2 separate regions of the Mus musculus genome follow, and region 1 is linked to region 2. A link is a contact called in public Hi-C data. All regions are on one chromosome and are shown on one strand. Each heading gives the region's core, a stretch centred on a gene start, on an enhancer-like site or on the middle of the called end of the contact. The rest is flanking DNA. Distances are from core to core; before and after follow the strand shown.

Region 1 (6,393 bases), core at 835-3,334, 400 kb after region 2:
TGCTTTATGTATAACATTTCTTGTTATACTCTGTAAACCAGTGTAGATGTTTGCTTTGTACGCATCTTGGGTTGTTTAATGCTCTGGTTCTATTCCTGAAAGTTATTCAACAATTAGGTTACATACAGACCATATTATGTGCAATTATGTGGGGAGCGGGTGTGGCGGCAGTCCCAAAGGCGCCAGGGACTGCAGCTAAGTCATATGACTTGCACCTGACTTCCTCATATAAGACACAAACATCTTGAGTGCTGCGCAGGTGTACCAGGATACAGGTGAATCCAATTTGGTGGAGATTTGCCCCGGCTGCCCTGATTAGCTGAAGCCTCGTGACTGGCGAGGGGGCATGGCCTGCGGTTCGTGGATGAGAGAGAGTATAAAAGGAGTGAGAGGCCCAGGGTTCGGGGGAGATATAAACAGGGGAGATATAAACAAGAGAGATATAAACAAGGGAGATATATGGAGAAAGAAGAAACAGGACTGAATAAATGTGTGCAGAAGGATCCTGTAGCAGCGTCGTTCTTCCTGGCCAGTTGAGCGCGCGCAACACAATTATTATCTCTCTGTAGTTTTTCTTGACTGTGACTTGACAGGTTCTCAGGCTTTTCTTGGTTAGATGACCTTGAAACTTTTTAAAATATTGGTTAACTATTTTTCTAGGTTAACTCCTTATTGGATTTCCCTGGGGAATCTTCTTATTGTTACACTGAGGTAATGGGTGTTGGGAAGAAACCTCATCGAGATAAAGAAACATTGTCATTACCCGATGTCAAGGACACATAGTATCAGCATAGCTCAGCACCTGGCTGAGTCCGGACTCTTAGGATTTAGTTTTTCCCATTTTCAAATTCATCCTGATTGCACCAATAAATAGCCAAAGATCCTTATAATTTAATGGGATTTCAAAATTCATTTAAATTTTATGTGTGTGAGTGCTTTGCACGACAGTGAGTGCATGCATGCAGTATCCTCAGAAGCCAGAAGAGGACACTGGATCTCCGGAACTAGAGTTCCAAGTGTTAAAGTACTGCCATGTGGGTTCTGCGAATGGAACCTTGCTCCTCTGAGCCATCTCTCTAACCCTCTTAATGGGAATCTTTTTTCATATGATCTTTTCATTCTGGTTTCTGCAAATTACTTCGTTTCTTTTAAAGGATGACCTTTGTGTTTATATTAAAATATAAATTTATTTTTAAAACGCAATTGTAATATAAATCTTGCTGTGATAACCATGTTCTCCTCAAACTATGTTTCCAGCTAACCTTGTCTCTCCCCAGGGCAAGTCCTCATCAACTCCCTAGACTGCTGACCACACAGATCTCAGTCCTGTTTAATTCCTCCAGTTATTTCAGAGTAAGGCCCTGGAGTAGACTTTGGTGGGCCCCTTACCTGACTGCCTCTTCAACTGCAACTAATTTCTTTCCTTCCCCTTTCTTCTTCCCACCCCCACTGCAGCAATGCAGAGCTTCGCTTGATTCTTTGGAAATATACACAGCTATTGTTTGACTGTTATGTCTCCGGGCTTTGTCTATAGCCTCATTCTTGTAGAAGGTTTTTCCCCCTTGGTCTGATTCTAAGTCCTTTGAACTATGCCTGGTTAAGATGGTGAGGAATTCCACAGAGGCCTCTGTGTGGTATCTGTAATTCGCATGAGCTAGATGTAGTCTCATCAGGACAGGACCTATGTCAGGTGTGTTCTCTTTCATCTTCCATTCATATTGCAACTGCTTGTGATAAATGCTGAATCAGTGGGTTTGTAATCCAGATTTAAAAATTATAGTAACAGCTTAATTTTGCCCACATTGAAAAAAAAAAACTTTTTTTCTTTCTTTCTTTTTTTTTTTTTTTTTTGCATGTGTTTTATTCATTGACTCAATTACTACCTGACTCAATTACTACCGCATGCTGCAGGCATTTATAAAATGACTTCTGTCTGCCAGGTCACAGATTAGACGCTGGAGCTGAGATGTGCCAAGCGTCATCTCTGTCAACAGAGAAAATGTCAGATGAGAAAGTGAGCCGTGTGGAAGCTAATTATTGGCTGCCTGAGATGTATTTGGATAGCAGCAATTGAAGGCGGAGGAGGAAGTAGCCACCTCTGCCTACAAAGTCCAGGAGAGGCTCCACAGGAGAAAGAGACTTCTGTGCCAGAGGTGGGGCAAGCAAGCTCTTAGGAGAGAGGAGTGGGGGGGGGGGATACCAGGTGGATGATTTGTCAGAACTGGACAGGCAGACTGTGAAGGGCCATCTGTGTTCCAAACACTGTGAGCTGCTGAGGATCTCCTGAGGCCTCTACTCAGGTCTGGGCTGTGTTCAGAGACAGCAGCACATTCTATTAACAATTGTTTACTTAGGATAGGAAATAATGGGTTTCGCTGTAGCATTTTAAACTTGTATACTTTGCTCACATTCCCTACCTTGGCTCCTTCCATTTTTTTTCTGCCCTTGTGAAGATAGCTAGATAATGCATAGGTAGGTAGACAGATTCCATATGGAAGAGAAACTTGTAACATTTGTCAATGTCCTTTCATTTCCTTGTTCCTTCCTCCTATTCCCTTTAGGCCCTGGCTCCGTCCTCCAGCCACATAGCTCCATCTGTGCTTTTATGTTACACACACACACACACACACACACCACCCTATATAGATTCCAAACATGAGAGAAATAACACACTTACAGATAACATGTTCTGTTTCCACCTTCATCATCACCATCATCGCTGAGACAAGGTCTCTTACTAAAACTGAAGCTCATTGAGTTGGCTAGGCGTCCTGGCTAATGAGTTGCAGAGATCTTCCTGTCTATCCTTCCCTAGTGCTGGGATTACAGGAGTACAAAGCTCTCCCTGGGCATTTTATATGTGTGCTGAATTTAGGACCACGTGTTTGCATACCTTGATAGGCTAAGTCATCTCCCCACCTCTTGATTTGACTTTTAAATCTGTTGTGTTACATAGTCTTGAAAATATGGGGCTTTTGGAAAAAGGACATATATATTATATACACTGTTGCTTTTTCCGTGAGACTACTTTCGATGATTATATTTGCCTCAGCTCATCTGCCTGTCCTTAATACTGCTGTTTATGGAAAGATGGCAAACTACTAGAGCCAACCTGGGTTTTGTTTCCTAAATAATGGCTGTGACTTGTGAGAAGTTTAACTACTCATCATGTTATCTTTCAAATAAATTAATGGAAATCCAAGTCAAAATCTGTTATGATATAAAATCTTCATAATAATGAGGGATTGGTTCTTAGTGGGGCAAGTTTAGGATAGGATTACATTCCTTGGAAACACGTGCTGCTCTATAAAACCCGTCTAAACATGTTCCCTCTTAAAACCATAATATTCTCGTCTGAACTTCAAAATCCAGGCTGATCTGAAAGATAATTTTATGGCCAGTGCTGTTAATTTCTTTCTCAGTGACTCTCTTGACTAGAAAGTACGGAGGGCTCTGAGAGCGTGGAATGAATGGTTGCCGTCCTTTTCTTTCTGGATGTAAACCTGTTTCTCAGCCCTCATTCAGTTCTTGAAAGATTATTGGTCTTTACATCCCAAATGTGGTAAGACTGACTGAGCCATTTGTTGTGAAGGGAACAGAAAATGACATCAGTGGGCATCAATATTGCTGTCAATCAAGACAAACAAATCTATTACACTTGAATGCTGCATAGTCCTGGGTGAACGACCAGTGGAAAGCAAGATGCTTCAAATTGTGAGGAAAGCATACAATTGTGATTCTTCCACTAAGAAATAAAATAGCAAGTACTGCAATGTCCAAAGGTTACAGTTGCAGGGAAAATAGTAGGTCACAACACACACACACACACACACACACAATGTAATTGTAAGCATCAAACTTACAATCTGGATTCTACATTGAGCCCCATGTTCTCTAATTAGCAGTAGGGGCTGCACTGTACTAGTTTGCCCTTGGCAGGTAAACCAAGCCTGCCTTTGTACTCCACTCTGGAGTGGCATTGTTCCACCTCATTGCAAAAATCAAGCTTCAATGGTTTCATTGACTTTCAACAAAATATTCCACCGAGATAACAACTCAAAGACAATTAGGCTTTCTATGTAGCAGGAGCCAGAATGTTACAGAGGTCTTTGAGAGCGTGAAATGGTTGTTGTCGTTTTCTTTCTGGGAGTAAAGCTCCTTCTCGGCCCTCATGTACAATTTTTGAAAGATTATTGGTTCTCCCAGACCCTGGCAGTTTAGGGGACAAAGAACAGGACATGAGCAGGGCAGCTGTGAGAGTCGGGGTCTGGTGAGGAAAACCTGGCCAGACTTGCAGAAGCATCCACAATATTTACTATTTACTATATATTTTTAAAGCAAGATATTTGAAATTTCTCTCTCCCTTTCCCCCTCCCCCTCCTCCTTCCCCTCTCTCCTTTCTTCCCTCCCTCTCTCTTCTCTTCTCTTCTCTTCTCTTCTCTTCTCTTTCTTTTTTTTTTTCTTTTGCAGATTTTAAAATGCAATGTGTGGCCCAACTTCCTATAAAAGACAGTTCCAAGGTCCTTGCATTCCTTTTATTAAATGAGATTTTTATTTTCTTTGTGTGTGTGTGCATGTGCAGTGTGTGTGCTTCCCCTCATAGATACTGGGAGCTAAACTGTGGCCCCCTAGAAAAGCAAGACATACTTTGAACTTCCCAGTCATCTTCCAGCCCCTCCTTGAGTTCTGCCTTTCCGGAAGCTTCACAACCCTCTCTTGATCTTCTACAGCAGACACTGGGTTAAGATGTGAAATGAAAGCAAAAGCCACCTACAGTTCTGTTCATACCCTGGTATTCTAAACAGGTTGGGGACATCAGGAACATGGTAAAATCTCACCAAATCTTCCTGCATTTTTCTTTACTTCCTTCACACAGAAGTTTTCCTTAAACACTCTGAAGTTTAAAGGAAGGAGTGGATACATCAAGATCCTTACAAAGAAGTTCATCTGGTTTGCACTGTCAAGGGATTAGTCTTGAAGCCATAGATGGCTTTTCATTGAGAGTGGGGGGATCTTCAGCCAAGTTAAACCACTATTATTGCCACACACAACCACATTGCTAGGTTTTCTTATGAGGTACTCTAGAACGTAGTTAGTATAGCAACAATAACTGCTCTGTGCCATCACATCTGGGGAAAGTATGTCGCCCAGCTTTAAATTCTTGTTACCTATTAGGCCTGTGAAACACCACAGTCTGGGCACCCTGCTTCAAATATGCAAGAGGTTTTCCTTTGAGGCTCATTTAGTGACAAAGAAATTCTGGGTTTTGTCTCAGTTTCTAGCAGTTCTTAGAAAAATAAACATATTTCATGTCTTGAACATTACAACAGGATAGTGGTTACATTTTATTAAAATAGCATTTTTGAATAGACAACAACAACAACAAAATACCCAGCCACAATGTTTTGTAATTTAATTTAAAACATACTTCATTTTTAGATGAATTTAGGTTTCTAATTTATATTATTTGTTATATTGCTATTTGACTTGCAAAGTCTACCTCTGTGGGAATTGGTGTGAATCTTTGGAGAAAGTTTCCAGCATCTCCAAAATTTCTAGAAATCACGGATTTTGATCTAGGATAAAACAGAATAAGAGGTCCCTTCCCCTTCTATTTGTTTACATCATATCCCCCCCTTCTCTTTTGTGCCTCCCTCCCATCTTTCCCCTGTTCTTTTCTTCTTGACTGATTTACATCCTACCAAGACTAGCTTGGCTATAGAGCGAGGTTGCACTTGCTATCCTCCTGTCATGGCTTCCCTAGTGCTGGGGTTTCAGGCACATGCCACCACTCACAGCTTTGAATTTTTCTCTCAAAATCATAATAGTACCTATTAATGCCTTTGATGTTATTGAACACACAATATGTAAAAATCACGGCAAGGAATTGGAAGGAAGGGATCTTGGATCTGTAATTTCCAACACGGATTTTCTTTCATGCTTCGAGTCCTGATGTTTAATAAGGTCACCTCACATCTTCTAGTCCTAACACTATTCCCTTAGGTAATTGCCCCTCTACACAATAAATTAATTAGCACTTGTGAAATATTTCTTTCAAAATATTTCTCTATTGATCTTTCACAATTCTGTGTGCCTGTAGCATCTTGCTTATGATATTTTCTTCAACGTTCCATTTCCTCCCCTGCTATTAGGTAACTCGGGTCTTTAAAAACACACCTGTAAATACTAACATGAAGAGATGTGGGAGAGAGATTCATTTGGCAAATGTTCTTAGCCTATTAGAAAAAGTGGATGTCTATAGATTCCTTTGTACCAATGCTATTCATTCTAAAAAATTGTGAAAACAACAAAAAACCACTTTTCTCTTGGATTTTCTTAAAAGGTGGCAGAGAAAGGGTCCTTTAGTTATGATTTAATTAATCTTCCATAATT
Region 2 (5,603 bases), core at 1,871-4,370:
GAACCCACTTGGAGCAGGTGCAGAGCAAATTGTCTGTTGTTAGGAAAGGGCAGGAGCCAAACGGAAGCTGACAACCATTTCTTTTGTAGTAAGCTGCTTTCGGAAGACAGCATTTTAAGGTTACAAAAGCAGTTAACATTCGTTTTGAATAAAATCATCACTAAAGATAAATGAAAGTAAATGTCCATTTATATCCAACTGTGTTTTATACTATACTTAGAATATTTTTCTCTTTCATTATATTTGAAGTAATAGACTTTTTTAAGTCCTACATACTGTTTTGAAATCAGGGAGGGCATGGGATGAGGAACAGAAGAGCCGTGTTGAAGTGTTTGGACATTCTCAGGAAGGCCTCAGGGTCTGTTTTGTAAGGAGCTTCATCGGTCTCCTGGTCACACATGCTGACACTCCCCCACCCCCAACCCCGCCGCCCCCCTTCCATGCCCCATGCCTCGCTTTTTTCAGCTCTTCTATTTGGATGAGCACTGAGAATCCTACATTGCAAGTGCTAGCTCCTGGGCCTTGTGTATCACTCACCACTAACCCACTCTGGTACAGGGAGGGCCCCATGTCTGTGCCAGTATGCTTTCCCAGATTTGCATAGCTCCAGCGTAGCTACTCCGGTCAGTGCTTCACTGTTCCAAAGCTGCCCTGGCCTCTCTGCTGTGGACACTACTGCCCAGGCCCCTTAAAGTGGCCATCAGAGAATGCAAATGTGTCCTGAAGCCAGTTCATCGCCTTCTCTTACATCAACCTTCAAGAGACTTATGGGAGGTTTGTTTTCTAACCTGGCCAGAGAAGATGGTGATGGTAGGAAGCAACAGCACAAGGGCATCTAGACTCAAAGCAGAGGCATGAAACACTATGGGAGTTTGTGGGGGTGGAACTGGACGGGACGGGAGTTTGTAGGGTGGGAGTGTATGGGGGTGGGAGTGTATGGGGGTGTCCTGGGGTATATTGGGGGTGTTTGAGGCAGTGCTACTTCTTAGGGTTCTGGAAAAGCCTTCTTGAAGAAAGTAGTATTTGCGTGAGGCTTCCTTCTCAACACAGAATGCCTTCTTCATTACTCTCCAATTAACAGTCGGACAGGGCTGGAACTTCTAGGTGCTGCCAGCGTAAGCGAGCACACAGAGCCAGGTCAACACCCGCGTTTCCTGAGCAATTTCAACTCCCTTTTGATAACTCCGGCCATTGTACTGCATCAGATGCAGAAGCTGCTGCCGGACCTTCTCCGTTCAGTTTTCTGTTTCTGTTTCAAACATGCTTCTAAAAAAAATTAAAATCCTACCAGTTTTTTTTTTTTCAAGGCTGCCGCCAAACCCCACTTCCTCCCAGGAGTCTGTCTTCATCCGTCCCCGGAGTCTGCCGGGTTCACTGCTCTGCACCATTTTACTCCAACCTCTTCTCTTCCGGTAACTTGTTTTTGTACCCTTTATACAATAGTCTCTGATTGGACGCCTTGGGGCTTCCACTAGCCAACCACAGTTCAATTAAAAATGGGAGGCTTGACAGTACTACATTACACTGTGCTGGGCTTGTTTAAGCATTCGGTTTGACAGGTTACATGGACACTAAGCAAATAACAAAACAAAAAAATAGTTGCATGAAACATTCCAAAGTTAGAAAACTCTTACTTTCAGAAATTAGAAAAATTGATTCAGGCAAGCAATAACGGATCCCTGATTTATCGGATGACAATTAGGCTATTTACATAATCCTAAACTTCACCCTTTACAAGCTACTGAAGCAGCTTTGTAAAGTTGTGAGATGTGAGATTCTGCATCTGATGAGAATACTGTTGCTGTCTCTTAACCAGGAACTGAGCAGGCAAATGTCTCCTTTGCTTTCACTAAACCAGGCCAGAGCCAGGAGCTGGCTTCAAGCTTCAGGTACCAAGAGTCAGAAGTAAATCCATCCTTGTCCATACACGTGTAGAGATCTACATTAGCCGGAAGGTCTTTTCGTTTGTAAACAGACAGTATCCATGCAGTTGGCGTTATAAAAACTGAATTTAATTTCTCCATTTTCTATGGTCCTAGTTTCGTCACCAACACCTCCATGCCTGCTGTGTATCAGGCAGAAGCAGGGGATCTGAGGTTCCATGAGTGAAGCCCTTGTCCTTACAAAGATGGCATCCTAATGGATGGACACAGAAACGAATTCAGATTTGGCCAGAAGGCATTCTACAGACAAAATTACAGCAAAGAAGAGGGAGAAGGTGACTCCCTGGTAGGAAAAGTCAGGTCTTCCAGAACTTTCCAGTTATTTCTAGGGACTTTGTTTTTTTTTTTTTTTTTTTTTTTTTGCTGCTTAGAAAGAGATACATGGTAAATTTTGAGCAAAGCAGTAATAAAACCTCTGGTTTTTAAGTAGGCTCACTCTGGCCTCGGTGTAGAGGCTGGAGTTCTTAGCAGAGCCACAGGAAGGCAAAATTAGTGCTGCTGGCTAAGGTTCTGAGTAGAATAAGATTGTTCTTGCATCAGTGTGGGTGCCATAGATGGTAACATTAGATTTTGCACCTATTTTAAAAGTGAAACTGAAACAGAGAGAAACAATGTGGCCACCAGTTCTTATACACAGTTTATCTCTCTGCTTCTCCCATATCTATCCACCTTTGGGCACTTTTCCCCTTTGGTGTCATATCTAAAGTGTCAGAACTTCTTCCACTTTAAAAATATATGAAAAATCTAATGTTAACGTATATGGCACCTACACTGATCAGGGCCCAGTTGGACTATACAAAGAGGTCTGGATCAGCTAGGGCTGTATAGTGGGACCTTGTCAAAAACAACAGCAGTCACAGGAAATTTATTATGGGAGAGTGTGGATAAAGTAAAAGACTCAAAAGACTTTGATGGATTTGACACAGATACTAAGAGAACATGTGTGAAAATAACAAATTGCACCCCAGCAGAGTATAACAGAATAAGTGCCAATAGCAGCTTTAGTCCTTAAGGGGAAAACAACAACAACAACCACACCCCCGGCACTTATACAAGGCAGTGCGAACTGGAGGCCTGAAGAATTGGAGTCAGAGCTGAGAGCTTTTAAGGGTGAGAGGAGAGAGGAGGAAAGAAGATAGCAGCAGCTCCAGGAATGAATGGTTCATAGAGGTGGTCACCCTGTTAGAGGACTGCAGGGGGAGCTGTAGGCCCTCAGGAGAGCTGGGTCACTCGTAAGGCAGGAGTGAGTCCAAATATCCTGTGTGTGTATGTGTGTGTGTGTGTGTGTGTGTGTGTGTGTGTGTGTGTGTGTGTGTGTGTGTGTGATAGGCAAGTGAAAGTGTAGACGTTGCTGATGGTGGGCCATTCTTCCCAGAGGACAGAGTGAGGGTGTCTGGAGCTGTAGGAAGCAGGAACCAGTGCTGGGTTAGTCCTTCAGATCATGGGAGGATGAGGTCAGTAAGGAAGAGTCTTTCTTCTTTGGTGCTGGGCTAGAAGTCACACTGTTTCTAGTTCTGGCTAGAAGGTCTGCTCCTAACGAGTCTGGATGTGAGAACGTCTCTCTTCAGCCTCTGGCAACACTAGCTGAGGAGCAACATTGCCCAAGGCTAGAGCTCTCCACAGACCATCCTGGTCAGCTGATTATGCTGTCCAAACCTGAAGCCAGATCCCTGGGAGGCCTTACGGCAATGCTTTCCTTTGCCCCAAAGGGCTTCGGTGGAAATGTGAGTTTGAGAAGCTTCTATAAACAGAGTAAAAAGGTAAACAAGGGACAGAACCTAAAATCTTCATCTGCTTTTTCCAGGACATCTAGCTCCCCTCCTGGGAGGCAAACACTGAGAAGGCTCTGGGAATCCTTCCATAGGCACACACAAGCAGTCTGCCTATGCACTCTAAGTCTTTATATGTCATATTTGTTTCTGGTCAGGGTTTTTAAAGATGATTTCGGGGCTAGTGAGATGGCTCAGGACTTAAAGCTCCCACCTCCAAGTTGGATGACCTGGGTTGGATTCTCTTTGACAAAGGATATGCGATTACGATGTCTATTTCATTCTAGTTTCAATTTAGTAAACATTTAGTGAGAAAGGTTGGACTATGAAAATATTTAAAAAGTTGCTTCCATTTTTCTGCAAGCTTGTACATCACGCCATATTTGTCAAGTGAGTTCTGTGTTTCCCTGGTTGTTTTCATCATAACAGTAGTTTGGCCTGGAGCAAAATCATGATTGCTTGTTGTATAGTGAGAAATACATTCCACAGTCTCTTTGCCCTTGCATTTTTATTTATGACATTTCCTTCATGCTGAGGTTTCTCAGTACTTACCACTGAGTTTCTCTCACATTTATTCTCTGATCTCTGAGTCTTATGTCATATTTAAAAGTCCTTTGGGACTTTAAACACCTCTATTTCTCTTTTAATACTTTTATGGTCTCAACTGCATATTCTTAAAAATTCTATCTGAAATTTATTCTGGTAGAAAAAATAAAAGGAAAAGTTGACTTTATATTTTCTCCACTTGGCAGTCCACCTGACCCAGCATCACTCATTAACTGATCAGCCTTTTCCCATGGATTCTGTTTGTTTCCATGATTAATAGCTTGGATTTTCCCATGTTCTATCCTAGGGTTTGTTCTCAGGACCCCATGTAGCTTGCCTGGGAGATACAAACCCACCCCCATTTCCCAGAGTTCAATGCTACCCTCAGATGCACAAAAATCCTGAAGGTGTAGCTCCTCCGGTGTGTGGCTGAAGGGCTGTTCATTTAGTCACTGTAGCACTTTGTTGTGGTCGTTGATGATGTTTGGGATGCTGGAAATTGAACCCAAGGCTTTGCACGTGCTAAATACTTGCTTGAGCCATACCCCACATGATCATTAAAATCAATTTATCTAGCATCATAAACCCTTCTGGTATCTTATAGGATTACGTTAAAATAGGTTTACCTTAAAGAATTTTATGATGTTCAATTTCTTTTACACAAAAAACATATATTTCTTCATAATTAATCCTTCTATATCCCTCAGTACCATGTTAACTATTTTCAGGTAAATGCTGAACAGCTGTACTCTTTCACCTTTTCTGTTGTTGCTGTCAAGATAATTCCCTCCATCCTGCTCCTTACTTTATATCAGTTGCAGAAATCAAAACTATTGATTTCTGCACATAAAGTATCTCTAATTCTCCCACTTTTCATCATAGGGTTTCCCGGTAGCCTCTTAGATGGTCTGGGTTAGCAATTATTTTTATCAGTAATAATGATCATTTTACATGCCCTCTTACCAACTGTTAGAAAATTTCACTTGCTCGGGATTCTATCTGCTATGGTTGGTCCTACCTGTCTAGGCCCTATCTAGCCTTACTGATAAAAGGCAATCCTGTCCCCACAGAGGCTGTTATGTCAGACACATATTAGCATGTTGCTAACGCATCCATGTCTTATGATTGTGAGCATTCAGACACAAGGCTGAGGCCAGGCTTCCTCGGACTTGTATTGCCATGCTGACATCAACTCCATGAACACACCATGAATAGAATCAGTGTTTTGCCTCTCTCTTCCTAGGCAAAAGTATTTCCTCTGACAATCAGGAATATGTCAGGAATATCCTTTCCAGTGTAGCAACTCATTTCTTAAGTCACATATTGGTTCACATACTGACATCTG

Evidence for each region. Hi-C and Micro-C count contacts between places; a contact is called where the count stands out from the background.
Region 1: a contact with region 2 is called in a Hi-C map of the N1E-115 cell line, with 21 times the contacts expected there. The contact joins two enhancer-like sites. A contact is called at or near these places in 2 of 39 promoter capture datasets (the C10 cell line and embryonic stem cells), 6 of 15 datasets of contacts at CTCF or cohesin (CD8 T cells, the NIH/3T3 cell line, embryonic stem cells and 3 more), 143 of 484 Hi-C or Micro-C datasets (3T3-L1-derived adipocytes, the 63-12 cell line, the AML12 cell line and 74 more), 11 of 115 datasets of contacts at active chromatin or transcription factors (astrocytes, bone marrow-derived dendritic cells, bone marrow-derived macrophages and 4 more) and 4 of 9 other capture datasets (adipose tissue, embryonic stem cells, liver and 1 more).

Annotation. Positions count from the first base shown.
Region 1 is chr2:79,766,552-79,772,944 of GRCm38.p6, forward strand. The region is part of intron 4 of Ppp1r1c (protein phosphatase 1, regulatory inhibitor subunit 1C); the gene reads left to right. Among named protein-coding and RNA genes, the nearest start is that of Ppp1r1c, 62 kb to the left of the region's middle. Within about 2 kb of position 2,085, at least 9 of the 459 cell types and tissues checked have an H3K27ac peak or open chromatin away from gene starts, as enhancers often do. A contact at or near this core is called in the AtT-20 cell line, the N1E-115 cell line, cerebellum and 1 more, where this site is marked.
Region 2 is chr2:79,369,466-79,375,068 of GRCm38.p6, forward strand. The region is part of intron 2 of Cerkl (ceramide kinase-like); the gene reads right to left. Among named protein-coding and RNA genes, the nearest start is that of Gm22606, 24 kb to the left of the region's middle. Within about 2 kb of position 3,121, at least 40 of the 459 cell types and tissues checked have an H3K27ac peak or open chromatin away from gene starts, as enhancers often do. A contact at or near this core is called in the AtT-20 cell line, the N1E-115 cell line, cerebellum and 1 more, where this site is marked.